Regions from separate parts of the Mus musculus genome. Here all the other regions are linked to region 2. A link is a contact called in public promoter capture Hi-C data. All regions are on one chromosome and are shown on one strand. Each heading gives the region's core, a stretch centred on a gene start, on an enhancer-like site or on the middle of the called end of the contact. The rest is flanking DNA. Distances are from core to core; before and after follow the strand shown. Region 1 holds the start of Cenpl (centromere protein L). Region 2 holds the start of Eef1aknmt (EEF1A lysine and N-terminal methyltransferase). Region 3 holds the start of Klhl20 (kelch-like 20).

The links. Promoter capture Hi-C pulls out the DNA fragments that hold promoters and counts their contacts. Capture Hi-C pulls out chosen DNA fragments and counts their contacts.
Region 1: a contact with region 2 is called in a promoter capture Hi-C map of neural stem cells. The contact joins the promoter of Cenpl here to the promoter of Eef1aknmt in region 2. A contact is called at or near these places in 1 of 39 promoter capture datasets (neural stem cells), 1 of 115 datasets of contacts at active chromatin or transcription factors (astrocytes) and 1 of 9 other capture datasets (adipose tissue).
Region 3: a promoter capture Hi-C map of adipose tissue shows a contact between it and region 2, with 2.1 times the contacts expected there. The contact joins the promoter of Klhl20 here to the promoter of Eef1aknmt in region 2. A contact is called at or near these places in 1 of 39 promoter capture datasets (the C10 cell line), 1 of 115 datasets of contacts at active chromatin or transcription factors (astrocytes) and 1 of 9 other capture datasets (adipose tissue).

What each region holds. Positions count from the first base shown.
Region 1 is chr1:161,068,335-161,073,053 of GRCm38.p6, reverse strand. Cenpl (centromere protein L) reads right to left here and starts at 2,287. Exons shown (of 5, transcript NM_001159930.2): 1 at 1,698-2,287. It overlaps Dars2 (aspartyl-tRNA synthetase 2 (mitochondrial)), which reads left to right and starts at 2,394. Exons shown (of 17, transcript NM_172644.4): 1 at 2,394-3,061; 2 at 3,875-3,974. The coding sequence starts at 2,938.
Region 2 is chr1:162,544,820-162,549,604 of GRCm38.p6, reverse strand. It overlaps Eef1aknmt (EEF1A lysine and N-terminal methyltransferase), which reads left to right and starts at 1,260. Exons shown (of 8, transcript NM_144877.1): 1 at 1,260-1,501; 2 at 3,078-3,837. The coding sequence starts at 1,349.
Region 3 is chr1:161,128,732-161,133,562 of GRCm38.p6, reverse strand. It overlaps Klhl20 (kelch-like 20), which reads left to right and starts at 2,084. Exons shown (of 12, transcript NM_001039482.1): 1 at 2,084-2,200; 2 at 3,111-3,174. The coding sequence starts at 3,167.

The DNA of each region.
Region 1 (4,719 bases), core at 1,038-3,537, 1.5 Mb after region 2:
GTTCCTGGAAAGCAAGATCTCTCTCTCTCTCTCTCTCTCTCTCTCTCTCTCTCTCTCTCTCTCTCTTACACACACACACACACACACACCTCAGGGGGCGTGGCTATTTCCTCCTCCACAGGAGTAGTGTGCCACAGGAGGGTGGTGACAACATTCTCTATGGAGGGTAAATCACCTGGAAGAGCCAGCTATCTATTTTAGGGGAGCAGTCATCTCTTGTCATTAATTCCTCCTGCTTTGGAACCTTCTTAGCTTTATCTGGATTCTCAAAACTCAAGTTAGACAGCCTGAGTTCAAATCCTGGAATCCGCACAGTAGGAGAGAACTGACCCCTGCACCTTGTCCTCTGACCACTGCACCCACACCGCACACACCACAGTACATGCACACACACAGAAGTATTAAAAAATAAAATCAAATAAAAAGCACCACAGACAGGGATGCAACATTTAAATAAGCATTTTTTCATTTTCCCACAGGCATAAAGTATTCCCATGATGTGAGCCTTGGCCACACTCCTGGTGAGCCTCCCACTAATGTGCACCTCAGTGGGTTTAGGTTAATGGCCCTCCCTGTCTTGTCCTTTCTCGTTGCTTTCAGGTGGTTTGGATTAAGAGTCCCACCTCCTGTCCTGCCTGCTTCCAGGACTTACAGAAGGACCTTCAGTGGGGGTCAGGAGGAACCAAGAACTGGGGCTGCTGCTACCAGGAGAAGTTCCTTCGGCTCTTATGCCTGTGGAGGTCCCAGGCCAACTTCTGGAAGACATCTTTATCTTTACAGACACCCTTGGCCTTCTCATCAGAGCAGTATTGGGTTTGGCAGGAGAGCTCCTAGTCTTTTTTATTATTTTTGACTTTACAAATTCTTCCTGTCCATAGCAGCCATGCAGGTCCCACTTATCCGAACCCCTCTGTTAAAAATCTTCCATCAACTGAACTTTCCTTCAGAAGGCAGCGTCTTCCCTCTGCCACCACCTCCTCCCGTTCTTCTCCCCACTTGTTTGCTATTTAGATAGGAGTCTTCATCAGTTCTGTTTATACAGAATCTTTCTTTAAAGTAGGCTAACTAGTACAATAACTGCTAAGTATACATTACTTTTCAGGCATGTTTGTAAGCACTTAACAAAGATTAAGCCTTTAACGAATATTCTTTTGTTTGGGGGTGTTTTGTTTATATCGAGTGACAGTCTCTCTGTGTAGCCCAGGTTGGCCTAGAACTCACGGCAATTCTCTTGCCTCAGCCTCCCTAGTCCTGGGACATATCTGGTACTACTGTTCACTCCTCAAACGACCCTATTAGTAAGTACGCTGCTATGTTGCCAGGTGACTGGAGGGAAAGGTTCTACGAATTTCTCAATTCTTCGCCTCCTTTGACTCTTATGCCCGTGGCAAAGGGTCCTATCAGCCTCTTTCTAGTATCCACGGAACTATATCTCTCATCAAATTCTCTTGTACTCAGTTCCTAACACACAACTAAAACTCAGTAGTTTTTCTTGTGGTTAGTCCATGAAGAAAGTCCCTGAGTTAGTCACTGCAATATTGCCACAAAAGTCAACCCACTGCTCCCATACTAACGCTCACGTTGACGTTAGCTTCCGTTTGTACACATCTTAAATACACAAAAGCATTGCAAAGACAACAGTCACACAACAGAAAGAAATGCAGTACACGGCCAGTCGAGGACCCAAAAGCTCTTACCAAAACTATGTCGTAAAGACACTGTCATCCACTCCGGATTCACGAATCATCCTTCAAGTTTTGCTCCAAGACTACGTCGAGACGAAAGGTTTTGGTTTTTTAAGAAGAAGAAAGTGGCCAAAATGACTGCTTAAGAGAGAACCGAAGCAATCCCCGGTGAGTTCAGAAGAGACATCAGGAGTCCTGGAGTGAACCTAGCTTCCCTCAGGCTCGAGCAAGACCTGCGACTTCCCCCGGGAGAGACAGCTCGGCTTCCCAAGCTGCCCGGCTCTATGATCCTCGCTCTTCGGAAGCTGGCGCCGGCCCACGAAAAACAGGGAGTCCCCAAAGACCCTTCTCCGGAGCTCTCCGGGGATCAAAGGTAGACTTGAAAGTTCCGCTCGTCTAGGCGCTTTTCCACACACGCCACGCCCTCCAGTTTAAAATCATTTCCCGACTTGCCCTGCGGCCGACTCGGAAAGCCTCGCCTGTGGCCCTCCGATTTCACGTAACTGAAAGCAACTGAAGTCGTCATTTTAACTGAGGGCAAGGCTTGGAAGGCTTCAATCAATAGCCTCAAATTCCCAATCCCCTATTGCGCCGCGTTGTTCTTCCGTTTTCCAACCGGTGCGAAACTTTCCCGCATACTGCCGCCCACAATAAACATGGCGGAGGCGCCCTCGTCCTGATTGGCCGGAATCCTTGCGTAACTTTGGCGCTCGCCGGGCGTCAGAGGGACTGGCTTGTGGATGTGGTTTGTGTCTGGGTTTGAACCTCAGAGCTGTTTGGATTTGTTCGTCTTCACCTTTCAGGAAAATCCAGGATGGGCCGCCAGGTTTGGGAAAGTTGAAACACGAGGCTGCACCTCCTTATATTTCTGCTTATGCCCTGGTCACCTTCGAGATACGTGGGAATAAAGGGAGGACGCGCGCCTGGTGGCCGGCCTTCCGGCTGGGGCGCTCTGGCACTGGCGCTGCTGTTGAGGCATCTTCGGGGCTCAGCCTTGTTTAATTAAAGTGGGAACTGATGCACTGAAGGAAGCAAAGGCTTTCCCCCTACCCACTCACCTAAGGTCTCTGGAGACCTTGCAGGTCAATCTACTTTGTAGATACTAGAACGTTCAGCGGAGCAGGGTCTGGATGCATTTGCGTGGGAACTAGAATTTTAAGGGTTCCCAGGTATTCCGAAAACCGAGTTTTGAGCACCACCACACCTGCAGCGTGGGATTCGTGATTGTCTCTCCGGATCCCGGGACTTCAACATGTATCTTGGTTTTTGGTTAAGTCGTCTATGCAGGGGTTTATCCAGACCCATCGGGAAGACCATGCGGCCAATCTGGGGTTCTCTTTCCAGAAATCTGGCGTTGAGTTCACAAAGAATTCCAGGTGAAGGCAGCTACGAGCTTCCGCCTGTTTTTGACAGCTTGTTTCCCTGATTCTAACTGCATTTTAATACCAGGTCATTCATTCTCTTGATTAGTTATAATTAAGGTCCCCCCCTTGATTATAAAAAAAAAGTAGATAGCCTGTGTAGTGTATACTATTAGTAGAAAAACTAAAGTAATAATTTAAATAAAATCTTTTCTAATAGTTTATTGATTTACAAATGATTGTTATAAACTATACTTGTACTAAAGTTAAATACTAACTGCACTGTCAAGCAGGTAATTTCTAAAATTATATGTCACTTACCAAAATGGACAGCTACCATTTTATGTCCCTTCAAGTGCTAGTTTATGTACAAGGTTTAGATTTTTAAACAGAAGGCAAAATTTTCCTTTGGGGCAGTTATTTGCTTGGGCCTTGACACTTGTGCAGGTAAACACAATAGGGATATTGTATAATCTAGGCTATTTTATAAACTACATCAGACCTACAAGATGGCTCAGTGGCTTCAGGCACTTCCTGCCAAGCCTGAGTACCAGAGTTGACTCCCAAAACTCACACTGTGAATGGAAGAAGAGAACAGAATCCAACAAGTTGTCCTCTGACTTCCACAGGGGCACCGTGGCATGTGAGCCCACATACCTGTGGGTACGCACACATAAACACACACACACACATCTAATTTAAAATTTTTACAACTTCACCCATTGACCTGAAAGAGCTGATACATCATGAATGGAGAGTATTTTTAAAGAAAACTACAAACATTCTTACTGATGCCTTTTAAAGTGCTTTTTCCTTCTCTTCTTAAAGAATTCAGTAGCTTTGTTGCTCGGACCAACACATGTGGAGAGTTGCGTTCGTCCCACTTAGGCCAAGAAGTCACTCTGTGTGGATGGATTCAGTACCGCAGGTAAACTGAAGAAAATGGTTCAGGAATACATGGAGGTCGTTTTCCCAAATAGTTCCAACCTTTGCTAGTTTTTATCCAGGCAGAGAATAATATTTGCCACTTTTGTAATTTCTCGGAAGTCACTGCCTTTTCCGTTCTGTTTTGTTTTGAAAAAGTCTAATAGTGTTATTCCCAGTAAGTACTAATATCGGTTAAAGGGAATAACGATAAAACGTGACCCACCGGAGGACTGAAATAATCCTGAGCAGAGTTTACAAAACTCATAAGCAGTAAGTGGGAATAGACTAGGATTCTGTGAGGCAGCTATGAAGCTGCAGAAGCATAGGAAAACAAGTTTACTTCATTCAAAATGTAAGTAAAAAAAAGCTTAAAACTGGGAGCAGTCATCCATTAGGCTCAAAGCCCATTCATTGCTGTGTTTCTTATTGCTCCTCTCTTCTGTTCTGAAGCATACTAGCATATTAACTCTCTAAAGAAGTTCAAAATGTGGGTTGATGTTTGTCACATGAAAGACGCTACCTTGGCTCTTAGAGTGTTCAGCATGCTGGATGCAAACATTAATTGTCTTGACAAGAATCATGTTCTTAAACTGCTTGTATATAACCGTCGACATTGTGCTGAGTGACAGTGTAGACTCTTACAGCTTTGCCATAGTAACGTTCTTGGAGCATTTTTTTTAAACTGTATTCTTTCCCTTAATGTCTGCAGTATCATCCTTGTAGAGTCACAAAGGAATGCCTCTTTG
Region 2 (4,785 bases), core at 11-2,510:
TCTGTAATGTTTGAAGATGACTTTAAAACTTATGTCTACTCTAACTGTTCCGTGTCTGTGCTAGCACTGTGTGTATAGGCTGTGAAAAAGAATCTCTGGAAAGGAGCTGTGTCCTCAAAGGCTCATTGATTTCAACGTCAATGATGTGAAGCCGTTGAAAGGTTGCATGCAGTTCCAGAGCCAAATTTTCCTAGAACATCTTCCGGTCCTTTAGTAGTTATTTAGTACTTGGCAACATCTTTTGTGACCCTTAGGTAAGACCTTTGGAAAGTATGAAGAGACCTCTAGGTTTTCTTGTGGTTGCAATCATCTTACAATATACTCACCAATGTATTTGTAAGTGTCCCGTTTTACTACTTTCTGTGTTGTTACTATAAAAGTTCATGCAATTGCTACCTCATGGGAACATGGTATTTGAGGAAGCTAAATCTGTGTTCCTGGGCTATGGCCAGTCATATCTGGGCTCCATCTCTTATTCCTTTAACGCGAGAGCTGTTTCTTTCATCGTCTCTTCAAAACAGCTCTTCACTAGGAACTTCCTTGGGATATTTTCATAAAACGATCATTTAAAAGGATGGTATTGTTCATCAGACACATAAACTATGTCTTTACAACTGTCATCAGAATGACAATTTAAGGACTCCAATGATAAAATGAGCATCTTCATAATGAATGGTTACTGTGTTTTGAGAGGCAGGGAAGGGAGGCACTTCGGTTAAGTCTCCTGATATTCACCGTTGTTACTGTATTAATAGCAGGGCTCTGTATTTTGGAGTAGAAAAAGCAGTCATTTTCCTCTGAATTGACCAAGAACGGTGGCAAAGTGATTCCGGGAAGAGGAGATGAGCTCACATTTTCCTGAGGAAGGGGTTTCTAGCTGAGACTCCTGCTCCTGCGCAGGTCAGCTCCCGTTGCCCCTCGCGCTCTCAGCTGGGGATAGAGCGCAGCTCACAGAGGCTGCGCGCGCAGCCCCGCCCGGTTCCACGAAGCAAGCCTCTTCTGCCCGGAGTCCCGCAGGAAGTCCCGCCCGCTCCGCCTGCCCAATCACGAGACCTCTTACCCGGATATGGTTTCTAGGTTCTGAGTGTAGCTGCGGGAGTGTGTGGCTGCTGCACGTGGGGCGCGGACCGAGGGTGAAGAAAAACAAGGGGGGCGGCAGCGGCGCGTGGCCAGCTCAGTGGTTCGTCCGCGCGTCTGCTGCACAGGGCCCGGTTCGGTTGGGTTTTGCGTGCAGAACAAATCTATGGTGCCTGTAGTGGCTAAGATTCCCGCCGCTGCTGCCTCCCGGTGCTTCCCGGGGTGATCTGTCACCAGGAGCAGTGTCGAAGACGCCGCTCACGGTGGGAACATGAATCTCCTACCTAAAAGCTCCAAGGAGTTTGGCTCTGCCGACTACTGGGAGAAGTTCTTCCAGCAGCGAGGGAAGACAGCTTTCGAGTGGTATGGGACCTATCTGGAGCTGTGCGAGGTGCTGCACAAATACATAAAGCCCAAGGAAAAGGTATGGCGTGCAGCCAGTCCCTTGTGGGGACTGAAGATAGCAATCCTAAGTTTAGGAGGCAGGAGGCAGGCAGGCGTGGGGACCCCACTCAGATCTATCATTTTAGGATTCTGCCCAGCATCTTGGCTAAGTGGCAACCTTAAAGATAGCCATTTAAAAGTAAAGATTTTCAGTTAAAACTTCATCCTTAACCCGTTTTGGAATAGTGGCTTCGTCAGTAGACTGAAAGGGTGTTGTGTCACTGTGCACACGTGTGGAATAGGTAGCGTCGTGGGACTTTATTGGTGTATATGTTTATTAAGTCACTGCCGAGTGCTCATCAAATTTCAGGCTTTGTGCCCAGCCCTCAAGCTACAGGAGCAGGAAGCCACAAACACAAGTTAAATTCCAAGTTAAATAGGTGTGGACGAGTTGGAGCTTCGGTAGGGAAGGAGACTTAAGGTCTGCTATGCTCGGGCCTTTTATCTCAACAAATTCAGGCGGGTAGTTGTGCACTTATTTTTTTCAAGTGACTGTTGGAGGCCATGCATGTAGTAGGTGGTCAAATAGAGATTTAAAAGCAGGTCTGTCTGGCTCCAGGGCATATCACTTCTCATGGAACTATGCTTTGCCCTCTAGAGACGGTGACAACAGAATTTTTGAAAGATGAATGGAGGAATGTGCCACAAAGAGAAACAACAATTCGTATTTTTAAGTTTGGCTTCAAGTAGTAAATAGCATGAGATAGACTCTGGGATGGGAGCAGGCTCCAAATCCTCACAAACTAGTTTGTTGTCTGAGGAAATAGGAAGTATGAGCAGTTAGAAACAGTTCTGTCACTCAGCCTATATTTTTAACGGTTTAAAAAAACAAAAACAAAAATGAGGATGCAACTGGTGTTTTGGATTTTGTAACTTCCTACAAACTTCAAGACAAAGATTTCCTTATTTTATTATGTAGATGTGTGTTTGCCTGCCTGAGTTTCTGTGCATCATGTGAGTACAGGAAGTTTGTGGAGGCCAGAAGAGGCTACCAAATTCTCTGGAAATGGAGTTATAGGCTGTGCTAAGAACTGAACTTGGGTCCTTTGCAAGAGCAATAGTTCTAACCTACTGAACCGTCCCTCAGGCTGCACACAAGTTTTGAATAGCGCACATCACACAGCCTGTTCTCACATGACCTTTATTGTGGCATAATACTGTTTGGATTAGTGATTTTCTCCCACGTGTGTCTAGCTTTTGACATTGTAAGAAGAGGTTGTCATCTACAAGGCCTGAGAACCATGCAATCAAGTAATAGAAAAAAAAATTATCAATGCCCCCCTCCCAAAAAAAAAAAAACCCACAATATTTTAAGAATATTTACAGTTTGGTTTTGCAGGCATGACTATGCTAGACCGTGGATTGTGCACACCTGCATTGCTAGTTTCAAGATGGTGTCTAGAGTTAACTTGAGTGCTTCTTTCTACTCAGAATAGTGTCTCTGCCCCTGGAGAATATGAAGTAGCCAAAGTCTACTAATCTCTAGTCTTTGAGGTATCTGAAGCGGATTTCTTGACTTTGGTCACTTTCATTTTGTCTTTGTTTCTTCCCTCCAGGTGCTTGTGATCGGATGTGGCAACTCAGAGCTCAGTGAACAACTCTATGATGTGGGCTATCAGGATATCGTGAACATCGACATCAGCGAGGTTGTCATCAAGCAGATGAAGGAACGCAATGGCAGCCGACGGCCCCACATGAGTTTCCTGAAGATGGACATGACCCAGCTGGAGTTTCCTGACGCCACATTCCAGGTGGTGTTGGACAAGGGCACGCTGGATGCTGTCCTGACAGATGAGGAGGAGGTGACCCTGCGTCAGGTGGACAGGATGCTAGCTGAGGTTGGCCGTGTCCTGCAGGTGGGCGGTCGCTACCTCTGCATCTCCCTGGCTCAGGCTCACATCCTGAAGAAAGCAGTGGGCCACTTCTCTCGGGAGGGGTGGATGGTGAGGGCACACCAAGTGGCCAGCAGCCAGGACCGGGTGTCTGAAGCCGAGCCCCGCTTCTCCCTGCCCGTCTTTGCCTTCGTCATGACTAAGTTCAGGCCAGTCCCTGGCTCTGCCCTTCAGATCTTTGAGCTGTGTACTCAGGAGCAGGGCAAGCCCGTAAGGCTGGAGAGTGCTGATCAGCTGGCGGAGGCTGTGCGGGAGCGCCAGTACTATGCTTGGCTGTGTAGTCAGCTGCGCCGCAAAGCCGGGCTGGGGAGTGTGTCCCTGGACTTGTGCAGTGGGGACACGGGGGAGCCACGCTACACCCTCCACGTGGTGGACAACCCCGCTGTGAAACCATCGCGGGACAATCATTTTGCCATTTTCATCAGTGAGTTGGGATTGCTCCGCCTCTCCCTGGAAGGGCTGTCTTAAAGGGGCTGGGGCTTGCTCTGCCTCTTTCCCCTAGAAGGGCTGGCTTGCTGGAGCTGGGCTTGGGTATTGGTGATTGGGTGTATATATATCGTGCCTGTGTTTATCTTAAGGTTAGATTAACCAAGGTCTAATGAAGAGGGAGTAGTAGCTCTCTGAAACTGTCTTAGACTCAAACTCCTTCTTAGGAAGTTTGAGAATGGAGGTTATAGGCAGGAGATAGTAAGTGTAAATTTAGACCCATTACACATTTCATAGCCGGGTTAGTTACTTTGTGAATTGGATAAATGGAAGCAAGGCTGGGCTGCTCGGTGCCAGCTGGAATATCTTGGCTGAGTTCTAGCTAGCGTGTATACTGTTGGACTCCAGAAGGAAAGCCGCTCTGCAGACTTAAGGAGGCAGTATGGAGGTAGCAGACAGGATGGAGCTCTGGGGCAGACTCTCGGGATCCAGTCCCAGCTTTAGATACTTCCTGGTGATTTGATACAGCAAGGGTGACTGCTTCCTGTCTGCCTTATTTTCCCTGTAAATGAAATGGAACTGTCACTCTCCTGTATAGTTGGGAAGTGTAAACTCTTAGAAATGATGCTGGCCTTGTGGTAAGTGCTGTATGACTGTCAGCTGTTTGCCCTATAAAGAAGAGAAGGTGCCGGAGGGATGGTGGGGTGAGAACATTTGGAAGTAAAGAAAATGTGAACGTTCTAGGTGAAAGTAAGGTGGGGTTATGCTGGAAACCTGGTTTCTTGAGACCTGAGCCACCTTTCCAAGTATTTGATAATCCTTCCTGCCTACCCCCCCTCAGTGACCAGTGGAGCCATCAGAAGCATGGCAATGGGCGTCTGTCAGTGCGAGCTGAGCTTTGCATTCACTGCAGTGTGATCTTAGACAAGTAGTTTAAGTTCTGTGC
Region 3 (4,831 bases), core at 835-3,334, 1.4 Mb after region 2:
AGACGAACATTTTAAAAATTGAGTTATCTTCCCCCACCTCTACAAATAACTCTTGACTCAGAAAGTTGCAAGGAGTGAAATATCAACATATAGGTAAGAAAACTGAAGTTAGAATAAAGCATTTGCTTGAGATCATGAAGTTAGCACCAGGACAAAGATCTTCTGTTTCTCCATCATAGAAACCTATGTGTTGTGATAACAAAATAGCTACGACTATATACTTTATAAAGAAAAGAAGTTTGTTGATCTCATTCTGGTGACTGGAACGTCCAAACAACATCATGTTGAAGAACCACACCCCATCCTTTTAATACATTATAATAATCACAATGGCAAAAAAGGAGATGGCTACATGCATAAGGTACCAATTACTGGGGACAAAGAACACCAAGGAATATCTTAAGTGCTGCCAACCATATTTTCCCTGATCACTGAGACCAGATATGGATTCCCTGCTACATATTTTCTTAATGCAAATCCTGTACATCACTTTCAGATATACTGATATTGTAATTAAGCAACCACACAACTTGTGTTTTAATTTTATAATGTCTATTTCCTCAGAAATGAAGATTTGACAAAACCAAGAGTCTCATGGGTCTTGTTTACAACTAAGCCTTGGATTCTATGTCCTTTAAACATGACAAATAGGACACTATTTCTCATCAAATGTCTAAAAGTTAAGCTCATTGGCCCCCAGAGTATTGTTTATTGCCCCAGACTCACACATTATAAAACCAGTTCTAAGTATATTTTCAACTAGAAATTTAGGATCCCTAAGAGGACGCCTATGGGATTGTAGGAGTTCTATAATAATTGGAAATGCCAGTTTTTTCATATGTTTATTTTTATGTATACTTTGTTAATTGGCATAAATATGAAGAGCTGATTCACACTGAACTCCTCCCCTTTAAAAAGAAACAGAGTAGTTGAAGCACAAGCCAGCTTACAGTGGGTAGTAGGTTAAGAAGGAATCAATGGGTTAAGAATAGGAAATATTACTTTCACCCTGGCTTAAAAGCCCATTTTAGTTACTAGCATTCCTTAATGTTTTTATAACTCCCTTGCTATAGAACTGTATAGCTATAAAGAATTAAAATCATGACTCATATTTTGGAAGAATCTGAGTCACTTTGAAGATGACTTTTAGACAATCTACACAAAAGAAACCTGAGAGGTGCACATATAAGATGCCATTTCAATGGATCAGAAAAATGTACATCTAAACTATTTTATACCCATCAGATTGGCAAAAAATTAAAGTTGAAAGTACCAATAATATGGACCAACGAGAATCCTTGAACCTTTCTGGAGGAAGATATAATATAATTGTGGCCAGAATCTAGAACCATTGTACACGGCATCAAGTTGTGGCTCTAACCCTTACAGGCTATGCTCCGTAGATACCCTTACCCTTTTGTAAGTTACATAACGCTTTGGTACCGACTGGAATGGCACTATCTGAAACATAATGCTACCACCATTTGGAAAAATGGTAATAAATCCTTCAATAAGAGAGATACTAGAACTGATAAACTAATACACAATGTTATATGCTAAGTATTTGATAATAAATGGGGTATCCATAGCTGTTACTAGTACATATATTATTTACTTATATATCACTGGTACATATGAAGAAAAAACTTGGCCAAATGACAAAGTGTATCATAGAACTAGAATTAGAAGTTGAATTTAAAGACCAATCATTCCCACTACAAGTTTATTAATATGAGGTATATTTCCTATCAAAAACAACTGCACAGAGTCTATAGATGTCAAATAAAGTTCAGCTAAAGAAATTTTGGTTAATAATAGCCTTGTATAGTTTTCAATACATCAGCAACAGACTTTTAGTTATATACTCAAAAATGAAACCCTCACCTCATACATATTTTATTTGGTTGCTCTCTAAGTATATTGTAAAAGTCAGATCGACTAATGGTACCAGTCCTGGGAAACGCTCAGCGAAAGGCACAGCTACTTCCGGAGCCATGACGGAACTACTTGCCCGAACACGTGCAGTTCCGTGGGAAGGATTTAGCCATCGGACCGCTTCCTGTTTCTGGATCTGGGCGGGTGCAGGGAAAGGAAATCGCTGCAGGAGCCGCATCCTGCCTGCGCTAGCGGCTCCAGAGGTGGAGGCAGAGAGGGCGGAGAAGGCAGAGAGGGTGCCGCAGAGAGAAAAGTGTCAAAGCCAGTAAGTCAGAGCTCTAGAGCACGGGATGGAGAACAGAGCCCTAGGTCTCGCTTTGCAGATCTATGAGCTCAACTTGCCGAACTGCCCGGCGGGGTCAGGGCAGTGCTTTCTAGGCTGCCTGTCAGTCGTGCCTCTAAGGGACGGTAGGGTTCCTCGGTCGGGCCTTTCAGGGCTCCAGGCTGCGCTGCTGCTGGCTGCCCGAGGTGTCTTGAAGCCAGGGCAAGGCTGTGCAATGCTTGCTGGGGACGCAGGACTCCGCATCCTGGACAGCTTCACTTGGAATTCTAAGGGAGCGAGCACTCTGCCTCCCATTTTCTCTCTGGAAGCCAGCAAGATCCTGGCGGTGAACAATATTTCGGCGACTAAGACGAGAGCTTGGGAGAGTTGTAGTCTAGAACTACTTTCCCTGCCCTTGTTCAAGCTGCCCGGGCTGGGCTGGTCGGAAGTGGAGTTGTTTTTAAAGGCAACCGCCTCCGGCCTGCTTGTCACTTCAGAATAAGTTAACAACCTTCGGATTCAGTGCTAAAACAATGCTTTTCCTATCCGAGTCACTAAATTAGTACTGCTGCTGGTATCAAGTGATTACTCTGCAAATATACTTGATGGTGAAGTTAAAAAATCAAAAAACTCCCCAGGTGCTTCTTGAGCAGAAAACACCAACTAGCGATCATGACTATTTTGATCCTGACTGCTTTCCCAGTCACCCTCACATTCACATATAATCTGTCACCTTAGCATCTTTAGTTAGTGATAGTCCTCTTAAAGGCATTACATTATGATTGCGCATCTACGCAAAGATTACATTAGGATGTAAGATTCCTGATTACAGACGAAATGAGTGAAGTGATTATACAAGTTGCTGGAGAACTCGAACAGTTTTTAGTAAGCTACTACTTCTCTCTTGTTGAAGGTACGGCTTTAGAACACGGTGAAGGATACTTTTCATGGTGCAGGGAAGGAAAGCCAATGCGCAGGTAAGCCTTTTTAAGAATATGAAACATTGATTTCAGTGATTGAAATTAAGCTTCTACTAACAGTGCATCGTTTACGATTATTTATTCACAAACCTTAACAAATCCTGCTTGGAATTAATCGTTCTTGTTTCAAGTAAATCGAAACTAGTAATGTCAGAAAATAGCAACTTCGTTTATTTGGTTGTGTTGTTTTGTGTTGTCTAGGGATTTTTGGGTTTCTTTGCTCGTTTGTTTGCTTTGAAACAAGAACTATTATGCAGTCCTAGCTGTCTTGGAACGTGCTATGTAGACCAAACTGCCCTCAAAATCCGAGATCCACCTGCCAGTATCTCCCAAGTGCTGAATTAAAAGGTGTGCACCACCATACCCTACTACAGCTTTATATTTTATATGTAGGAGTTAGATTTCTAAAGAGTTTGGATTTTCTGGTTCTTAATATTTAAATCTGCCTTTTTGCATAGTAGTTTTTTGTTATCCATAATCATTAAGTGTGAAATTTTGTGAGCTTACTATAAATGTAATACCCTGTACAATATAGAGGAGTCTGTTGCCAAGGAAAAGTAGTATTTGTAAGATGCTGTACTGCATTCCCAGTTATGGTTTGATTATTTTACTGGGGTTCATCAATATGCTTACTAAAATAGCTGCATTACAGTAAAGCTTAAAGACTAAAATAGATGTAGAAAAATAGAAAAGTATGTAGTGCCAGTCTGCCTTCCTCCAGAATTTACTAATGCCTTTTCTCAATCTGTCTTAAGAAATTGTACTAGAATCTTTATTGAAACAAGTCAGTTGTATTTATTCATTGTTTAGACTTGTATTATGGTTACAAACTTATTTTGTCACATGTCACTTAACATCAAAGATAAACAACACAGAGACCCTCATAGAAAAGAGGCATCCCATCATAATAAGGACAGGACTTAGGACTAGGAGGAAGGCTGGACGTGGCCTTGCAAACCTGTAAATCCCAGCACCTTACAGGCAGCGGCAGCAAGATCTCAAGATGAAGTTCAAGTAAAGAGTGAGAATCGATGTCCTTTTCAGATTTGTTATTGATACATCAAGTGGCTTTGAACTGTTGTGCTTTCTCTTGTCCTGTTCACTTTGCTGCTGTGTGTGCCCATGATACAGCATTAGGAAGTACTCATGACCCTATAGTAAGAAAATATTAGATTTTAACATACTAGAAGAAACTAACCACACATATATTAAGTGCTTCACCACTTCTTTTTCTAGCATGATTATAAAAACCACCAGTTTTTGTCTCATCCTCGGTCGCCATAAATGTAAATAAATCTTATGTAATTGCTAAAATAATAACTTAATATTTTTAAATTAAATTTTATTTTTAAAAAAGTTTTGTATAATATAGTTTGACCTCTCTATTGTACAGGGTATTACATTTATAGTAAGCTCACAAAATTTCACACTTAATGATTATGGGTAACAAAAAACTACTATGCAAAAAGGCAGATTTAAATATTAAGAACCAGAAAATCCAAACTCTTTAGAAATCTAACTCCTACATTCCAATATAGTTTAATATAGTTTTGACCATATTCTTTCCCTTCCCCCAGCTCCTTCCAGGTCCTCCCTACTCCCTACCCATGCAAGTTCCTGTTCTTTTCCCTTTTAACTGCATGCGCACACACAC